Regions from separate parts of the Pan troglodytes genome. Here region 1 is linked to region 2. A link is a contact called in public capture Hi-C data. All regions are on one chromosome and are shown on one strand. Each heading gives the region's core, a stretch centred on a gene start, on an enhancer-like site or on the middle of the called end of the contact. The rest is flanking DNA. Distances are from core to core; before and after follow the strand shown.

Evidence for each region. Capture Hi-C pulls out chosen DNA fragments and counts their contacts.
Region 1: a capture Hi-C map of stem cell-derived neural stem cells shows a contact between it and region 2, with 2.3 times the contacts expected there. The contact joins two enhancer-like sites. A contact is called at or near these places in 1 of 7 Hi-C or Micro-C datasets (stem cell-derived neural progenitor cells) and 1 of 1 other capture datasets (stem cell-derived neural stem cells).

What each region holds. Positions count from the first base shown.
Region 1 is chr17:68,817,967-68,821,627 of NHGRI_mPanTro3-v2.0_pri, reverse strand. No RefSeq gene overlaps it. Among named protein-coding and RNA genes, the nearest start is that of MALT1-AS1, 84 kb to the right of the region's middle. Within about 2 kb of position 1,812, at least 3 of the 24 cell types and tissues checked have an H3K27ac peak or open chromatin away from gene starts, as enhancers often do. A contact at or near this core is called in stem cell-derived neural stem cells, where this site is marked.
Region 2 is chr17:68,398,524-68,402,717 of NHGRI_mPanTro3-v2.0_pri, reverse strand. It overlaps NEDD4L (NEDD4 like E3 ubiquitin protein ligase), which reads right to left. Exons shown (of 31, transcript XM_001140979.7): 12 at 2,831-2,905; 13 at 1,182-1,241. Among named protein-coding and RNA genes, the nearest start is that of MIR122, 120 kb to the left of the region's middle. Within about 2 kb of position 1,352, at least 1 of the 24 cell types and tissues checked has an H3K27ac peak or open chromatin away from gene starts, as enhancers often do. A contact at or near this core is called in stem cell-derived neural stem cells, where this site is marked.

The DNA of each region.
Region 1 (3,661 bases), core at 563-3,062, 420 kb before region 2:
TGTGTGCGTTTTTGGGTGAAATGCACACAGAAAGCACTGTTCTCTGTCTCTAGGTGGCTTCCTGTTGAGGGGACCAGGGAGGATGCAGTGAGAGAGATGGCCGGTGAGCTAGTCTCTGAGGTCCCCTTTAGGAATTGGTAAATGACACAGCCCCGAAAGGAGAGGGACTTGGAGAAACCCAATGCTGGCTGGGGTGGCAGACTTGCCCCTGAAGCCTTTGGGTTGGACCCAGCTTTGTGGCAGCTTCCCCGCCCATCTTCCCAGGCTTAGCTCCCACGTGCCCTCTGCCCTCTAGTCTCGTCTATTGCTCTGCCCCTAGTGCTGGCCCCAGAGGTCCCCAGCCTTCCTGCTGAAGTGCCTCGGCTCCTGAGGAATGGAGTCCAAGCTTCCTCACATTCAGCCAGCAGCACTGGCCTGGGGCATGGATCACATACCCTTTGGGGAGCGGGTGAGTCCTCCAGGACTAGGTCCCGCACTGCTCCACTGTCCTCTCACAGCCCCACTTGGATTATCTATTTGGAGATGGGCTCAGGAAGTCTCAGCTCTAGGCTTGCTGGTGACCCCAGGCCCTGTGGCATCTGGTCAGGAAGCTTCTGTGCAGTGTAGGCCAATAGCCAGCCTCCCTTTTAAGTGGCATTTTGAAAGCCAGCTGCTCCCATTGGCTCACCTGAAGACATCCCTTCTCCTGCCTCTCCTCAGCAGGGGCCTGCCTACAGGGTAGCTCAGCCGAGCAGAGCATCATGGAATGGTCTTCCTTATCCTCCTTCTCGACATCATTTGGTGACGTTCTTTTCAGTCTACAGGCAGAATCAATCCTATCTAATAATGGTTGTGGTTTCCACAGCCCTCAGCCCTCCACTCTCTGTTGGCCAGTCTAGCTTGGACCTTGGTGGCCAGTGTTGGCCACATGCTGCCAACAAGGGGCCAGGACACGAAAATGCCAGAAAAGGTAATTTTGCGAGTCACACCGTGGGTCAGGCCTGAGTGTGAAGTCAGCTTACATAGCTAGAATGGCTCCAAGGCAAGTCTGCGAGCTGAGTAAATGAATTACTGTAGCTAAAGCAAACTGTCAGAAAGCACCTCGGGCAGCAGACATTGGCAGGGTCCTGTAAGTGCTGTCCAGGACAGAGAGACTCACTCTTAGCTTGGAAGCATTCAGCCTCACTGGCAAGGTTGGCCAATGAGAGGGACATTTGGCTCATCTTAGCCTGCTGTCATTAACCATCAGGTTCATCTAGACGATCCCCTCCCCGCCCCACCCCGTGTTCCTTTTGTGCTCATAAAGCCTTGGGCTATGATGTGGCTTTCTGCACGTATACTTCCAGGAAGAGCGTGTCTCAGCATGCCAACCCTGTGTACCCCCTATCTGACCTTCCCCCAACAAGCACACTTCTCCCTTGCAGGTGAGAGTGCCACTGCACACCTTGAAACTGTATCCCCCACAAAGCTATAACTGGGCCAGGTGATGCCAAAGTACAAAACCAGGTTTTCAGACACTTAATACCTAGTTAGCAATAACAACTGATTCCAATGGGAAGATACCACATGGTGCTTCGCCTTGTTAATAACACCTGCTAGCAAGCCACATCTTGAATGACAAAGCTGATTTGGGGGCCAAGTTTGGTGCTGTTTGCTCCAGGGGCCCGAACTGCAGGTCAGGACCTGCTCATATGGCCTTTCCCTGTCACCAGCAGCTCACACTGGCTGACAGTGTGGAGTCCAGTGGCCTGGACTCCCTCCAGGCCAGACGCCTCCAGCCCTCACTGTGCAGTCAGGAAGCTTTTCTTCCCCTTTTCTAAGGGCTGCGGTCTCCCAAAGGCGCCCAGCTGGTGTGGGGTACGGCTGTGTGGGGGGAGAATCTCAAAGCAAACGGCGGGGTTTAACGCAGACCAAAGCTTACCTGGAAAGGCAATGTGGAAAACAGTGGGGAACCCCAAGGCTGCCGCTCCAACAAGGGGCTACTCTGACGTTTGAAAACCACTAGACAAAGATGTGAGGTCAACTGTCTGACCAGGAGATTGGGAAGGAAACAAAGCCGCTTACCCAAGTTGGAGCATAACATAAAGAATGCTGAGGTTAGATGGCAATGTAGGAACCCACATCTGGCAAGAATAGATGTTTATGTCATAAACACAGACTATAAAAACTGTCAGCCTTTGAGGGAGTCACTGTCTTTGTAATGTAGAAATAACCAGTCTGTACAGACTTCGAAGTGGTAAAACTAAAGCTTAGGAAAATATTTTTAAAATATTAACAATTTCCCTAGCAGAACAGCCTGCTGTATTGAGCATAATGTAGCAACATTAACTTCAGGTCAAATCCTTTGGAAATGTTTTCAATGTGACCTAAAAGTATATTTAGAGATGTACTTCTGCTCCTATAATGTTTCAGTATTTTAAAAGTGTTTTTCATGGAAGAATGAAATATTAAGACACTGTTGTGTACTTTTCCTGTTATGGTATAAGCAGCAGCAGTACTGTGGACAAAACACCCCGCTCTGGTCTGGGTCTGAATCATCCTGGCTCTGCCCTTACTAGCTGGGTTATCCTGGAGGGTATAGTAACACCTCTGGTTAGCCTAACAATCAGTTCATCTATAAACTGCAAGGCTGTTTTAAATAAGACTGTGTGTAAAATGTTTAAACCTAGCACACAGAAAGGCATTCCATCTGCTACCCTGGTGCCTAATTAGCAACTTATTAATGTAGAAATACTCATCCAATCATTTTTAGTATCTAAAATGCTATTTATCAACTAAACTCAAGCATGATGAAAAAAAGTGGGAATTCAGATTTAGAGGCAGAATCAGCTTTACTAATTTTGTAACAGAATAAGCACTCTGTAATGACACTGTACTTCTAAACTGAAGACTCCTTACGAAAAGTTAAAAATGTGTTCTTAAAACAAATGTATTGAAGCTGAGCATATTTACATTACACAATTGTGCATATCTGTATATTAAAATTATACAGTCATTGTTCACTGTGTAAAATCTGCAAGATACAGGTAAACAAGCAAAGAAAAATTATCCCACCAGAGATAAATGCTGTTAATCTTTTAGTAAATTACCTTTAGAGCTGTTTTGCGGGATAGATACATAACACAAACTGGTGGCATTAAATCTGCATGCTTTTTGAAAAGTGATTCTGGAGTGAATAAAAATTGCAACTTTAGAAGATATACACTGCCGGCCGGGCATGGTGGCTCACGCCTGTAATCCCAGCACTTTGGGAGGCCGAGGCAGGCAGATCACTTGAGGTCAGGAGTTTGAGACCAGCCTGGCCAACACAGTGAAAACCCATTTTAGTAGATACTACTAAAACTACAAAAATTAGCTGGGCGTGGTGGTGTGTGCCTGTAATGCCAGCTATGCAGGGGGCTGAGGCACGAGAATCGCTTGAACCTGGGAGGCGGAGGTTGCAGCGAACCAAGACGTGCCACTGCACTACAGCCTGGGAGACAAAGTGAGACTCAAAAGACAACAACAAAAAAACAAATTAAAAAAACACTCTATACTGCCTACAGGTATAGCTTTAAGAATGCCAGATTTAAAGCACAAGGTTGATGGGTTGATGCTTTTCAAAATGCTGGCACTTTAGAGGAATGGTCTTATTTAGTACTGCCAGCTCTGGAAAGTATTATAAGCTCTTTGATGTTACAGC
Region 2 (4,194 bases), core at 103-2,602:
TCTGTACAATGCTGAGCATTAAATTGAAGTCATCAACATCTTTAGAAAATCAGCAATTGTATACGTAAAGTTATCCACAAGTAATGAGCAGTTACAGCAAAATACAACACAGGTGAAACAATAAGGAAATTCTTTTTTTTTTTTTTTGAGATGGAGTCTCGCTCTGTCGCCCAGGCTGGAGTGCAGTGGTGCGATCTCAGCTCACCGCAACCTCCCAGGTTCACGCCATTCTCCTGCCTCAGCCTCCCGAGTAGCTGGGACTACAGGCGCTCACCACCACGCCCGGCTAATTTTCTGTACTTTTAGTAGAGACGGGGTTTCACTGTGTTAGCCACGATGGTCTCGATCTCCTGACCTCATGATCCACCTGCCTCGGCCTCCCAAGGTGCTGGGATTACAGGCATGAGCCACCGTGCCCGGCCAGGAAATTCTTTAAACAGCTATTGCAGTGCGAAGCATAAACTATAAGCTAGCCTAACTTTAGGGATCAAGTAGAAAACAGGCAATTAAAATACAAATCTAAGTCACCCACAAACAGGAATACCATACATTCTTTAAAATAATGAATAAGAATGGTTGGCTTAGAGAAACATAAATTTTTCTAGATCACTTACATATCCTAATTATGCTCCCTTGGAATTACGGAAACTTGTTCATTGTGTGAGGAGAGCCCCTGGTGGCAGAGAAAGGGTCACTGGTGCATTCTGGGGACAAGAAAAGTCTAACCCCCTGTGAAAAATGTGGTAGGGGAGATACAGAAAAGAGAAGGGCCCTGGGCACACCCAGGAATCACACACACAGTCTCATGCAATTCCTGTGGCTTCTTTGATGATCTTCCAACCAAATTATTTTAACCAAGCATTCTAATGAAATGGAAAAACTTATCAGGAGTACAAACACTAAAAGTCAAAAATATCTTCTAAACGGTCAAGTTAAATGCACTTAACCAAAGCCTGATAGTATTCCTAATAAAATTATGTGGGACTAAAAAAATCATTCTATTTTACCCAGTACCTTTAAACAATCCCCAAATGAGAAGCTTAAAATAAGAAACGTGTGCAGCTCTGTAGCACAAAGGAGCTAATCTTATTTTTAAAAAGAGCGTATATTCACCACTACACGAAATATTAAAACTGCCTCACGGCCTCTTGCTATTGATGTCTGATAAAGTGGATCATTACCGTTGGTTCCTCACCACCCGTGACAGTTGATGAACGCGCTCTCCCAGCTGGGGCACTGGGCTGTGAATGATAATTTACATCAGTGAAACGCACTTAGGGGATGAGCCCCTGCTGTCTGAATCAGGGCCCACTGCTGTGGCAGCGCTGTAAGGCAGGTGACATGAGATCAGAATCCCTGAAACCCACCCTGTCCAGACAAAGCCAGCAGTCGCTGATGACCAGTAGCACAAAGGAAGCGTGACCCCTATGCCACCCAAGGTGGCTCATCCTTGACCTGGGTAAACAATGACAACCTCAAAAGAGTGAGCTGCCTTAGAGAAAAATGGAAAGCTGGTCTGGTTTTGCCTGCCATTGTCAAATAATTAGCAGATTCTGAAATCTCCCCAACCTCAAAACTCAAGAGGCCACTGGTGATCAGTGAGTTTACAGCATCAGAAAGTACAAAGAAAGAGGGAGGAATCACCAGTTTCCAGGAAAGTGAGTTCTTTGGGAAATAAAATTGACATTGATTTTGAAAAGGAGAGAAAGTGCCATTCGTTCAAGGAAAATCACAGATCATGAGGTTGAGAAGGATCCTACCAGTCCATCTCAGTTGATTGTTTTGTTTTTGGGGGCCCTGTACTGAAACCATCCCAGAAAAGACGCTCTTATCAAGCTTATTATTAAGTCTCTCCAGTGTAAGTCACAAATGACTCTATTATTTTGACTGCTTCCTTGACTAGTATACTCATTAATTTTTTCTCAAACATAAAAAATTAAAACCTAGGCCAAAATATCCTTTGAAGTCAAGAAAAAACATACATGAGAGGGAAGACACTGTGATTTCAAAAACCTTAAATGCACTTTTCCCCCTTCAAATTCATACATAATACATTATTAGTCTTAAAAATGATCAAGGTTTTGTAGCAACAGACAAAAACTGTCAAGGTAAAATATCAAATTGAACACATTAAAACCACATATTTTCACCTCCAAAAGAAGAAACAAATTTATGTAAAATTTCTTATTTTTAATGTGTACATCAAACATCTCTCAAGGCAGTTCTAGTCTGCCTTCCAACTTGAATATTTCTTTTTACATACATCAGATGTTACAAAATCCCCTACACTTCTACATTTGCTGATAGCTATTAAAATGATGAGAGAGTTGGAAAGAATTATAGCCAATTCCTGGTGAGCAGAGCTGCCTTTAAAGAGAAGGTACAGAGACTCTGTAGAGTTCAGACTTCAGGTCATTAGGAAGGGAAAGGAACATGTGGACGGTCGGTCGCCCAGAAGAGTTCTTCCTGGTTAAAGGGACTCAATGTGTTTTCAAAGTACAGATCACTGGAGCATAACTATAGTAACTCAATAAGGTAAAAGGAATTACTAACTAAAGTACCAAGAAGTTTAAGTGAGCAAATCAAAATTGGTATAAATTTGGGTGAAAAACTAAAGCAATGGAGGTTCCAGCATTTTAGAGATGGGTGGCAGTAACAATTCTCTGTATTGGAAATCCACTTTCCTAGGGCAATTGGCCAGGAAATTTAAAAACATCTCATTTATATGGTAAATAAATTTACACAGGAAAAACTCTTTGTGCAGCAGCCCAGATGATTGTAAATGAAAGCCCAAAAAGTCAATTGATGACTGGAAATTAGCATGGGTTACCGGTGGTAGATGGCCCTGTTCTGCAACTGCGTCGGTGACACTGCATGACCTCAACCTTGAGGAGGGTTCTCTTTGCTGGAAGGAGAGGAAAAGACAGGAAGCATCAAGAAATATATTCTTAAAAGCAACTTTCATTGGTTTAACAAATATATCACTCAACCATATTCACCGCTCTTCGATATTAGAAGGTAATTAAATGAAACATCTTTTCAGAACAAGGACAGTCATCCTTGAAAAAGTTATCTTTCACTTTAATTTTCAGTTAAGCAGACTGGAATTTTGATTGGTCCTTAGAATTAGTGGCAAAAATAAGAGGAGACCAAAACTTTCAGAAAGGAGACTCAACAGGACTTTGCAACCCTCTAATGCTGCTTTACAAACAGAAAGAAGCTAGCAGTCTTGTAGTTTGCTTTAAGATGCACCCTCAGGGTAAATTTTAATGTGATGTGAATAGACGGAAAAAGAGGAAGAAATAGTGATATGTGGCTACCCAACATTTATTGATTATTACAATTGAGAAAGAGTCAGTTGCATCCTATATTCAGAGGAGCTCAGACATCATCTTGGCCTACTTCTGAAAGATCTGGTATTTATAATTTTAGCTGCTCTTTTTTTTTTTTAAATATAGAGTCTTGTTCTATTGCTCAGGCTGGAGTGCAGTGGCGTGATCTCAGCTCACTGCAACCTCTGCCTCCCAGGTTCCAGTGATTCTCTTGTCTCAGCCTCCTGAGTAGCTGGGACTAAAAGCCCCCACCACCACACTTGGCTAATTTTTTGTATTTTTAGTAGAGATGGGGTTTCACCATATTGGTCAGGCTGTCTCGACCTCCTGACCTCAGATGATTCACCCACCTCGGCCTCCCAAAGTACTGGGATTACAGGTGTGAGCCTCCATGCTCAGCCAATTTTAGCTTCTAAGTGGACTTCAAGTAGTAAAGACAGGAATGATTAAAAATAGTGAGATCAAGCTTAAAAAAAAAGATCTACTGTGTAGTGTCTTAATATTCCTCTAACTTGTTTGTATTAGTCTATGTGGTTAAATGAAGCCTAATTGATATGAATGAAGATTAGCAGCAGGTCACACACAGAAGCCAGAGTCTCCTTATCGGCAAGTTCATCCATGGTATCGGTTTCTAGTATTTACTCATTTTTAATATTTTGTGATAAGTAAATGGTACAAGAAGACTCTGTGGTAGGGATGGGGGACAATTCACATCTTCCCACATTGGTTACTGTGAAAGAATCAGTCTTTAATAAAAGTGTCACTCTGTTGCTCAGGCTGGAGTGCAGTGGCGCGATCTTGGCTCACTACAACCTCTGCCTCCTGGGTTCAAGAAATTTTTGCACCTTGGCTTCCTGAGTAG